Regions from separate parts of the Sus scrofa genome. Here region 1 is linked to region 2. A link is a contact called in public HiChIP or PLAC-seq data. All regions are on one chromosome and are shown on one strand. Each heading gives the region's core, a stretch centred on a gene start, on an enhancer-like site or on the middle of the called end of the contact. The rest is flanking DNA. Distances are from core to core; before and after follow the strand shown.

The links. HiChIP or PLAC-seq counts read pairs in DNA pulled down with a chosen protein or histone mark.
Region 1: an H3K27ac HiChIP or PLAC-seq map of skeletal muscle shows a contact between it and region 2, with 18 times the contacts expected there. The contact joins two enhancer-like sites. A contact is called at or near these places in 21 of 47 Hi-C or Micro-C datasets (adipose tissue, alveolar macrophages, brain and 12 more) and 2 of 2 datasets of contacts at active chromatin or transcription factors (alveolar macrophages and skeletal muscle).

Annotation. Positions count from the first base shown.
Region 1 is chr6:151,255,463-151,261,358 of Sscrofa11.1, reverse strand. No RefSeq gene overlaps it. Among named protein-coding and RNA genes, the nearest start is that of NFIA, 29 kb to the right of the region's middle. Within about 2 kb of position 4,593, at least 44 of the 83 cell types and tissues checked have an H3K27ac peak or open chromatin away from gene starts, as enhancers often do. A contact at or near this core is called in adipose tissue, epiblast stem cells, fetal liver and 5 more, where this site is marked.
Region 2 is chr6:150,687,820-150,693,662 of Sscrofa11.1, reverse strand. No RefSeq gene overlaps it. Among named protein-coding and RNA genes, the nearest start is that of TM2D1, 75 kb to the right of the region's middle. Within about 2 kb of position 3,607, at least 39 of the 83 cell types and tissues checked have an H3K27ac peak or open chromatin away from gene starts, as enhancers often do. A contact at or near this core is called in adipose tissue, epiblast stem cells, fetal liver and 5 more, where this site is marked.

The DNA of each region.
Region 1 (5,896 bases), core at 3,344-5,843, 570 kb before region 2:
TATCAAAAATTTTCCAATAATTTGGAGTTCCATTGTGTCTCAGCAGGTTAACAACCCAACATAGTGTCCCTGAGGATGAGGGTTTGATCCCTGGCCTCACTCAGTGAGTTAAGGAACCTGCATTGCCGCAAGCTATGGCATAAGTCACAGGTGGGGCTCAGATCTGGCATTGCTGTGGCTGTGGTGTAGGCCGGCAGCCACAGCTCTGATTCAGCCCCCCTAGCCTGAATGCCTTAGGGGCAGCCATAAAAAGAAAACAGAAAAAAATTTTCCAATTATTCATTATTATAAAACCACTATCACAAACATTATTTCATCAAATAGTCTAACAGTTCATGATATTTCCTTAGGATAAATTTCTAAAAGTAGAGTTGCTGGTCAAAAGATATGAGGCATTATATACATTGCCAAGCTATCTTCTAGAAGAGCACTCTCAATGTATACTTCCTACCAGCAGTGTTCGAGAGTGATATTTTATTCAACTCCTAAAATCAGATTAAAAACTGCTGAGCAATTATTTCCTTACCAACATAGGTGAGATTTACCATTTTAAAACAAATAAAAAGCCTTCTAAATGCTCTCTGTCCTGCTTTTGCCATCATTGTGACTTTGGTTTCTTCCCTGACAGATAAAATAAGCCACCAGCTTGAGGATTGGAGAGATTTAGGGGCTTAGCATTGGAGACCAAACATTTCCTCTAAGGAGGGGTGGGTGGAGGGCTGTACAAAAGCTGGTTTACTGAGAATCACCAGGGATCCAGCCCTCCAGTGGCCGGAGTAGGGCTCCTCCTTCTAGTTGATACACACATACCCTCTACTTAAAAAATCAGACACAGTGAATGAGCAGAAAACTTCTTTTTGGTAACTCAGAAGTTAGTATAATACCTAAGCAACACTCTAAAACAAACTTTGGCTTGCATTCCCCTGTACTAACAAAGTCCAAACTCTTTAATAAACCTTTCGAGATCTGACCTGTTCTCCGCCCTTCCTGCCTAGACTTTCTCCTTCCTGACCTTACACTTTAATAGCCAGCAATACTGATCTCCTCTCAGTTCCCAGAGAGAGCCGGCTTTCTCTCTTTCTCTCCCCTCCACCATGGACACAGTGTCCTTTGCATGGAATAATTTTCTATTCACTATCAACTCCAATTTATCCTTCAAAATTCAGCTCAGATGTCAACTCCTCAAGGAAATTTCCCATGACTCTCATGTCCCGGCGTAGGAGTAACTCCCATTTTATAGTATTTCGTGTTACTCCCTATCACAGCATCTATCAGTCTGCGCTGTACTCTGTTTACTTGCGTTGCCGGCTATATTAAGAACTTATGATGTCAGGGACTGTGTCTTATTTCTTTTTATACTCTGAGCACTGCACCTGGAAAAATGCTCCTTAAATTGGGTGTTTCCTGGAAGTTCCCATTGTGGCTCAGTGGTAACAAACCCAACTAGTATCCATGAGGACTTGGGTTCGATTCCTGGCCTCAATCAGTGAGTTGGGGATCCGCTGTTGCCGTGAGCTATGGCGTAGATCACAGACTCAGCTCTGAGCTGCTATGGCTGTGGCACTGGCCAGCAGCTGTAGCTCTGATTTGACCCCTAGTCTGGGAACTTCCATATGCCTAAAAAAAGACAAAGCATGTTTCCTTCCCCTGTAGATATTCTTTTACTCGTTCTCCAAAGCCAAGACTTTGTTTTTATTAAAGAAAACACAACTTAAAAAGTTCATTCCCACTAAGGAAACAGTGGGATGTACTTGCACAACCTTCTAGAATGATAAAATGGGGAGGGACGTAAGTAATCATAAACCATGGTCTCTATCTTTATGGCAAAGGAACTGAATTTCCAAGGGATGGATGGAATGACTTGTCCAAGATCATGTTGCAAGTTCATGGCCAAACTAGGATGAGATGCCAGTCTTTTAATTTTTAGACCAACATCTTTCCCACTAAATCAAGGCTCTTAAGAGCAATAACCCAGAGGAAACAGTGCTTAACTTACAGAAAAGAATCTCTACTGGTGGAATTTCAGGTGTTATGGCCTTCATTCTAGGGAAATATCTAGTGTCTTTCATCTCATGCAACATATGTCTACCCAAAGGGAGGAAAGGGAAACTCTACAACAGTAACATGGAGAAAAAAGGCCACATTTCACCATATATTTAATAAAGAGGATTTTGTTCTATGTTCAATAGTGTACATCCTCCTTAAGGTGTTGTAAAATTTTTTGAAGTTTAAACAGAAACATTAAGCCACATGTGCTTTTTTTTTTTTCTTTTTACGGCCACACCTGTGGCATATGAAGCTTTCCAGGCTAGGGATCTAATCAGAGCTACAGCTGTCGGCCTATGCCACAGCCACAGCCACAGCCACCCCAGATCCTTCGCCCACTGAGCGAGGTCAGGGATCGAACCCGCAACTCCATGGTTCCTAGTTGGATTCATTTCTGCTGTACCACTATGGGAATTCCTAAGCCACACATGCTTTTTTAAACTAGGCATTAATGTAATTAGAACTGAGTTTCAAAAGTTTGCTTTGTTTGGCTTCTTTAGTGTTCTAACAGTACCCTATGGAAAATAGAAGATATCTGTTTCTGAAATGTGTTATGATTTAAACTGATAGGTTGAAATCAATTGTGTCATGGAGTTCCCGTTGTAATGAACCCGACCAGTATCCATGAGGATGCGGGTTCAATCCTTGGCCTCACTCAGTGGGTTAAGAATTCAGCGTTGCCATGAGTTGTAATGGAGATCACATATCATGGCTCAGAATCAATCCCTATCCTGGGAACTTCAATGTACTGCAGGTGTAGCCCTGAAAAGACCAAAAAAAAAAGTGTTAGTTTTATTTCTAAATAATACTAGAACGTAAAAATGAAATACTCTGTTGCTGAGGCCCTGGCCTAGCCATGGGGCAGTATAATATAATGGTAAACAGCATGGGCTCTGGAGCCAAACTGAGTTTGAATCAGGACTTCTAACTAACTTTGAGCAAATTACTTATCTCTGTGTCTGGAGTTTTTCATCTGGAGAACGGGGATATTAATAGTACCCATTTCAGATGGCTGTTGTGAAGATTAAATGAGATAATACCTGTAAAGTGCTTAGAACAAAGCTGGGCACATGGTAATACTTAGAATCAGTTATCACAGCAGGGGCTCTGTAAATAAATGTGAGTTGAAAATAATCAACAAATCCATCTGGAAGTGGGAGTTAACTACTTCTGCCCCAAAATACAAAGCTCCTGCTATTGAAATAATTTTAGAGAATGGGAACATATCCCCACTGACTCCCTATAATATTATGCCACAGGAAGCCCCACAAAGGAAAACTTGATAAAATACAAGCATTAAATGTTATCCTCTAACTATTCATAATTTCTAGATTTCCACAAAGCAGTTCTTCCAAATCGTAATTAAGGGTTTGAAAGTCAAATGATTTAAGTGCTAGTTTTAATTACCGCTTGGTGAACTTTAGTGTGTTAGAATTGTCACAACTTTCCTTAAGGATTACTCTGAAGCCAGGCAATACTGGGAAATTATTAACTCCTACTTTGGTACAGCAATTATCTGCATTACAAGGTTTATGCAATTAGCTGTTTAAGATGTCATTATATTTTGCCATCTGGTACACAGGAGTTTATGCATATGAACAGGCACGTGTTGAAGTGATTTTCACTATATGACTTGTTCTCAACCCAAGTCATCTCTCTAATGAGGGGAAGTTACCGTGCACCGTACATTAGTGGCAGGTGCACACTATCAAGCTTCATTTTCATCGAAGACCTTCATTTTTCCATTTTAAAGTATTTTGCACAAGTGCTGGAAAATTAATTAGTCGTTTGCCATTCAACAACGCCTGCAGACGTGCTCCTTAGCAGTTAGAGGGGGTCACGGCTTCAGTTAGGGGCCACTCCTCCTCCTCCTCCTCCTCCCCCAGAAGGCTGCGAGGAACCCTCGTGGGTGAGAAGAGCGGGGGGCGTGAACCGCTGCAGTAGACGGAGCAGGGAAAGGGGGCCCCGCGGCGGGGTTCGCACCCCCCACCCTCGCCTTCCACCGGAGGGGGGAGCGAGGCGGGCGGGAGCCGCGCGGCGTTTCCCGAGACCTCGACTCCCGCGGGGCCAGCGCGCCGCCCGCCCGCCGCTGTCCCTGCGCGGGTCCCAACTGACACGCATTAGAAGAGCGCCCTCTGCCGTCCGCTCCCGACCGCCGGGTAAGGGGAGAGACAAGGAGCGGCCGGCTCAATTTTACCCCGGGTCAGCACGCCGAAAGCCGGACTCGCCAAGGGCTTGCAGCGGTGCGCACGCGCCGTGCGCGGACCCCGCAGTCAAGCGCGCCGGGGTCGCGCGAGGACTCAGCCCCCCGCCCCAGGCTTCTGCCCCCAAGCAGATCTCCAGCCCTGCCCCGGCTGGCGTGCGGGGTCCCCTGGGAGGCCCCGGCCTGGAGGGCCAGACGGGGCCCTGGGTTCTGAAGGCCAAAAGGAGGGAAACCTCTGGCGGGGACGGCGGCAGGGCGCCAGGCGGCGGGGGCTCCGGCACCTGCCCCTGGAGGTGTCCCTCTGCCGCCCGCCGCGGGGCCTTTGTCGGTAGGTTCCTTCTGAATCGCCGCTGGGCCCAGTCGTCCCGGAGAGGCGCGCGGGCACCTCGCCGAGCCGGCCCCGCGCTGCCTTTGAAACGTGACACTGACGAACGAGCTGGGCCCGCGGCTTTCTTTGGGAGAGTTGGGAGTCGCCCATCGCGAAGAATGTGGCTCTCGGGTTCCCAGGGAAACGTTCTGCCCCCACCGTTGCTACCGACTCCCCTCTCTTCCCAAACACCCCACAGCACGCACGTGTTTCCTCTTTCCCAGCCCGCGTGCCAGGAGGAGAGCCTAAGTTAGGGAAGGAACCTTCTGAGCACAGGGACGTCTGGATTTGTGGAGCCTTTTGTCTGCGGAGTCTGACTGCAGAGGAGCCTTTAGCCTTTTACGTTTGGGGTCTGAGGATGCCGCTATGGGGACCGAGGGAGAAGAACCTGGCTGAACCTGTCTCCCTTCACCCCCTTTGTCTTGTTTCTGCACCGGCCCTTTGGGGGGGGCGGGGGGGGGTGCTGAGGGCAGATTGGATGCTTACAAGCCACCAACAGATGTTTCTAGATAGTCGGCAATGTGTGAAGCACCAGCAATCACTGAGAATGAGAAAAGGAATTTGCAGGCTGATTAGAGAGTAAAATTCAAAAAAGGGATAAATTGTTTTAATATTTAAATGGTGCAGCCAGGCCTGAGTGTACAAACAAAGGGTGGGTAAAATTAGAATGGGCTATTGGAGTCTCGGAACTTCTATACCTGGCATTCCTGCAAGTGAATTGCAGGACAGAGGGGATTCTGTGTTGCCACAGCGCAGAAAACAGATACTTGATAAAGTTCGAGATGATAATACCAAGAAAAAGAGCCAAAAAGGTTGAGAAGGCTGAAGGGCCTAGAACTGAATGGATAAAATAGGAAAGGCTTGTGCTTTGGGGCCAGACTAGACTAGGTCTAAATCTTATTTTTACCTCTTGCAAATAGTAATGAGGAGTCTGTTCCCCTCTGTGAAATGGGATAATTATGCCTCAGTGTTGTGAGGGCTAGATGAGACCATGTCCTTGGCCATAATACATTCAGTATCAATATAACCCCTTCTTCTCTTTCACCATTTCAAGTGTTCTATGATCTCTAGGCTTCTTCAAGGTATTTTTAAAGACAATTCAAAGAAACGTGGCTCTGCCCCCTCGCTTAAATTCAGTCGCTTGTTGCCTCCAGACACTCGGAAGAGTCCATGCTATACTGTTCTCTTTTATAGCATCTAAATTTTTTGAAAATAGAGTTTTTACCATACGCTTCAACTGCAATCGACTTTCTGAGCAACTGTCCCATCAGATTGGTCTA
Region 2 (5,843 bases), core at 2,358-4,857:
GTTGAGATGGCAATCATCCAGCTGTTTTGCCCTTTACCGAGATCACTAGAAGGAAATAATTCTAACCCAACCCAAAATACCACTTCTAAAGAAAAATTATGACCATATGCCCACGATGACCACAAAGCATGGAAGGATTTTCCGTTTTGTTTTATTTGTTTATCCTTTCCGAATGTCTTGATCTCTCTCCTCACACTTCCAACAACCCTCTTCCTCTATGGATCCTTGTAATCTCATCTACAGTGTAGACCAGGAATTCTCACTGAGTCCATTTCAAGACCTGAAAAGACTTACATGTACAGTTACTGCTCTGTGATGGACAGCGTACCCACTTGACTCGCGGGTGTTTAGGTGTGTCAGGACTGAATTTATACATTTCATGGATGCTGTCATTTGATAAATGATGGTCCACCTTTGGTCCCAAGAAGCAGGATAAAGGAGCTGTAAAAAACAAAGACAAAAAATCTGACAGAAATAGGAAAAAGTAATTGTTAATTCTGAGCAGTAGGTATAAAGATGTCTGAAGTTTGCTCTATGTGTCTGTGTTTGGAATGCTTCACAAATTTTTTTTTTTTTCTTTGTCTTTTCTAGGGCCGGACCCGCAGCATATGGAGATTCCCAGGCTAGCAGTTGAATTGGAGCTGTAGTTGCTGGCCTCCACTACAGCCACAGCAATCTCAGATCTGAGCCATGTCTGTGACCTACACCACAGCTCACTGCAATGCCAGATCCTTAACCCACTGAGCCAGGCCAGGGTCAAACCTGAGTCCTCATGGATACTAGTCAGATTCGTTTCCACTGGGGCATGATTGGAACTCCACAATTTTTAAAATTATTTTTCTATGAAAAAAAAAAAAAGGCTAAGAAGGTACCAGGTGCTCAAATTTTAAATGAAGAAATGAGAAAGAAGAGAAAAAATTGCACGGCAATTTACTTTTTCGGGGTAGTAAATTGAAGAAAACTCCAAACTGCTGTTGCATTGGAGGGACAGTGATCTAGGGGGTCCCTGGGAGCAATATTCTTATTCCACTGAAGGAGGTGAGCCAAGATACTTATAAGCTCTAGAGAACCTTTAACACAGGAAGCTATTTATCATAACAAGCTTGGTTGATACTGTTCCCATACTGAACCAATTAGGTTCGCCTATTTCGTCATACTTCATAACTTGGGATGATAGGTTTCCAAGTATGGTACAGCGTGGTAATTGAATTTTGATCAAACACACATGGCCCATAACCCAGTATGTGAAATTTTCAGAACAGTTCACAGCTTTTAAATATCCAGTCAACATGTTGCCAAAAGTACAGGATGTACTTGATGCAAGGGGGAGAGAAAGGGGAGGGCTGAATCTTGGTAGAGCTGTAAAACAAATATTTTTGTTCTTGTTCTCTTCTTATTTTTCAAATAGCAGTGGGATATCATATCATAACTCAAGTCTTCCCCTTGCTTTGCTCCACGTACTTAAACATCTTTGAGTCTCATTTCAGATTACCATTTTTTTTTTGCATGAATTTTCATATCACAGACCTGTTACACATGACCTGCTCCATTTCTCATTGCAGCACAACCCAGGGTATTTCTCGACAACCTTCTATATGTCAGGCGTTGGGTATAGAGGTCAACTCTCTCAAATAAAGAGACACGATCCCCACCTTCGTGTGCTCTACTGTGGATGGGGAGACAAACATAAAATAACTAAAAGCATCAATATTTCATTATTGTAACCTATGATAATTAACATGAAGGAAAAACAAAGCATTAGGAGGGACAATAACGGGGATCTGATTTGTCCAGGGAAGAGGAAATAGCGAGGAGAGGCAGGGAACACATTGCCAAGAAAGTGCCACTGAAATTGACTTCTGAAAGATGAGAAGTGATCCAAGAGGGTGAATGAGTATTCACAGGAAAAGTAAGCACAGGGATAGGCTTTGAAGTGGGCAAGGCTTTGGCAAGTTCAAGGACCCGAAGGACAGTATATTCAGTGAGAAAGAGGCTAAAAAGACAAGCAGGAGCCAGACCACACCACACCACATAAAGGATTATGCTAAGTGCAGCCATTGAGAAGTGGTTGGCCAGGGAGTGACATGATGGGAGGCAGGCAAGACAAGAAGCAGAAAGACTAACTAGAAGGTTTTGGCAATCATCCAGGTGGAAAGTGATAATGGCTTGGAATGGCACAATGGCAGAGATGAAAAACAGTGGACGAATCTGAGAGATAGTTGGGAGAAATGACATGACTTGGAGATAACTGGACGTGGGAAGTGATGGAGAAGGAAGTTCCAAGGACATTCCCAGGTTTCTAGCTTGAGCAACTTAAGGAAGACAGTCTAATAAATAACAACTCGTTAGTATAACTCATAGAGCGACACGAAATGATAGGACTACATCATTCTTACAAGCTCCCAGATCTGCAGTGATATTCTGTTCTCACTGGATTTTGTAAGAACAGATGCATTAATCAGATGGTGGGGATATAGAAATTTTCCACCTACATGCATATCAAACTTTCCTTACCATAAGCAAAAGAACGTCTCTGAGCTATTAAAATCAGACTTAAACTTAAAATTTTTACTTTCATCTCTACAGTCATAGATGTCTGGCCATTGACTTAGAAGAACTTGAAAGAAAACAAATTTCCCCTTTGAAAGCATTTAAAAACAAAGGATGTTTATTTGTTCGACCACGAGATTTTTTTTTTCCGGAGCATTTTTAGTGTGAGGGGTATGTGGTAAATAAGACATGTTCCCTGCCTTGGCAAAGAGTATATATTCTATCAAGGGAGAAAGAGGCATAAAAATATGCATAATACAGTGTCGTATGTCACATAGCTCAAGCAATAGAGTTATATTGAACAGATGACAGAATGATTAATTCTTCAGGGCGAGTGGCACATAGGCATAGCTATGAAAGACTTCAAGGGGGGTGCATTTGAGAATTCTTGAAAGACAAACAAGAGTTTGTGAAGTAGAGCAAGGAGGGGGGAGAAATTCTAAGAGGATGTCCCTAGAGGACTCTGGGTACTCAGAACTAGAGCCATCGGGGTGAAACCACAGGGTGTCTGATCCTGTGTCAGAAAGCCATGCTTCCATTCAAAGTCTGGCCATCACTACCCATCTAGTCCAAGCGTTCTGCTCTCCTTTGACCAAGTAGAGAACTCTCATTTGCATGGGCCCCAACCCACAACATCCCCATACTGTGACTGTTGCCTGGAGATGGCTCACATTTATCTGTTGAGATGAGTGGTCCTCTTTCTCACAACCCAGCTAAGGCCACTGGACCCAGTTTTCCAAGGTGCCTAGAAAGATGAGGCTGTGGCCCAAGGTAATGCTTATGTGGGCTGGAGGATACAGAGAATAGAATGGCTGCGACCTCTAGACTCTGTCTGGCTACTGGTACAGCCCCTCCTAAACAACAAACAGACTTAGTGAGTGACCACGCCACCAAAAAAGTGTGTGTGGGGGGGGGGGAAAAAAGCGTGTTTGTGTGTGTGTGTGTGAGCGAGAGAGAGATCTTTAAATTTTAATAGCTATTCAGACAGTCCTTAGAGAGAGAATTGGCAGCTTTGGCCTAGAGGCTGCCCCCCACCTGTCTCCAGGCACTGCAAACACAGCTGTGTAAGAAGGAGACAGTCAAAGCTTCCAAGGAGGAAAAAAAACACAACACCACGGTGCAGTGTGGGGTGGGGGGGTAGGGGGTGCAAACAATGGGAGGGCCTTTCTCACAAACCCACTTGGGACAGAGCCGGTCTAGCAACTGCAGAAATTAGCAAGGAGGACGCGGGCAGGTTTACAAACAAAAACAAAAACCACCCCTCCAGCCTAAAGTAAAATCCTTCAAGACCCAACTCAAGGGCCACTTTAAACCCATTTTTAAAGGAGGAGACGGAGCGCACAGCTCAAGCTGAGGGGGGAACAAGGTAGCCTGCTTTTCTGGCAGGGTTCGCCTTCAGGTGTTGTCCTCGCATCGAGGTGAAATGCAAAGACGATTGATGCTCTGTCAGAGAACTCAGAGCGCCTTACGCGAAACGCAGGACGCCCTGGGAAGGTGCCTAGAAACTTCTTTATCTGGCTTTTTTTCCAGACTGAAAAGCGCAGGCATTTTTCAAGTTCAACTCTTTAGAAAAGTCAGGAGAAGCAAGATTTCAACAGATGTTAGCGGTTCTGCAGTGGTCAGGGGGGGCTGCCCCTCCGTGAAAAAAAAAGGGGGGAAATGAGAAGAGGGAGGGAAACAGGTCGTCGTAGAAGAAAACCCAAGCAAGGCGGTATTTTCGGTATCATTTTAATCACAAAATAGCACGAATGCGGTCTGTGCCTGCGTGCTACCCAAACGTCGATCTGAATACCACTGAACGCTGGTTTGAAAATTTCCATTTTTGTAATTTGCTTTCCTTTGTTAAGCCAAGACTTGAGAGGAACCTGGCAGCCGTCTCCTAGTCTGGCACGATTTCCCCTCCGACGCACTGGGTTGGTGGGGACGTGGAGGGAGGCCTCCCGAGAGAGGAGAGGGAAGGCGGGTTGAGAAGCGTCGGCGGGGCCGCAGCCTCTCAGCCAGGGGGTTTGGCTCCACCTACAGGAAGCAGAAGGTACTTCAAGCCGATCCCTCTTCTGCCGCGGAAACCGGGTGGGATGGGGGTGGGGTTGGGGGACAACTGCTGGTGAATTTCCCGGCCAATCAGAATGCGGCGTGTAAGGAGCTGGCGGTCAGGACTCGGCAGGTAGAGATCTGCATCACCAGATCCAGAGCAGCATATCGGATGCAGCGCCGGGATTCGTATTTGGAGGAGAAAAGACTTCAGGCCTCCTCTTATAACCTACGAATTGATTTCACTAGTTAAATATAAGCCCTATTTGGGCTATTTCTGATCCCAGTTCAGGGCCAGCACAGAGTCACTGTGCCCAACTGCTGGATGAATGAACAAACAAATGAATCCAACACACAGGATAATACACTCAATTAAGCAAGAGACCTAATGTGATAAAAACAAATGCGCCCCCCACCCCCCACCCAGGAATAAATGTGAGTAATCAGACATTTTGTTAAGGGCTAGTAATTGCTACAAAAATCCTGCACCATCTTAGACTAGTCCAGTGGTCCATTTGCAATGTGGGTAGCACTAATTAAGAACCACTCATCTGGAGTTCCCCTTGTGGCTCATCAGGTTAAGAAGTCCATTAGTATCCATGAGGAGGCGGGTTTGATCCCTGGCCTCACTCAGTAGGTTAAGGATCCCACCTTGCCATAAAGCTGTGGTGTATAGGCTGGGAGCTTCCATATGCCAGAAGTGCAGCCCTACAAAAACCCAAAAAAAACCAAACAAAAACACTCATTACATCTGATGCCCTTAATTTGCGGATGAGTAAGCTGAGGCTTGGCGAGGTTCCCCTCCTCAATCCTCCTCCCCCCGCAACTCCCCTCCCGCCCCAACAAGTTTGTTGGTGGTAGTACTGCTTTGGGGCTAAATTTTCGTGACCTTCTCTCTGACGTTTGTTTACAAAAGCCAGAGAATTGTTCTGCGGGACTGCGGCTTGACCAGCACAGATACGCTTAGCTGATTGGCTCTCTCTGGCGGAAGCTGACTACCCCACCTACCTGTGGTCCCGTCCCTGAGTTTCAGTCCCAGCCCCTGCTAGGGGCTAAGGCAGCTGCTCCTGCTGCTTTACTCCAAAAATCAAATGCCGCCTGGGGTTGGTGCCAACCGGTTGCTAAACTTATGGATTCATTTTATTTAAGCCTAAAAGGCAGTCTTTGAACTTGTGGGTTTGTAGGCTACAAACAAGCAGGTGCTATGTTTTAGCAACACAGGTCTTATATCTAGCACATCTACTTATCAGAAGTGTTAATAA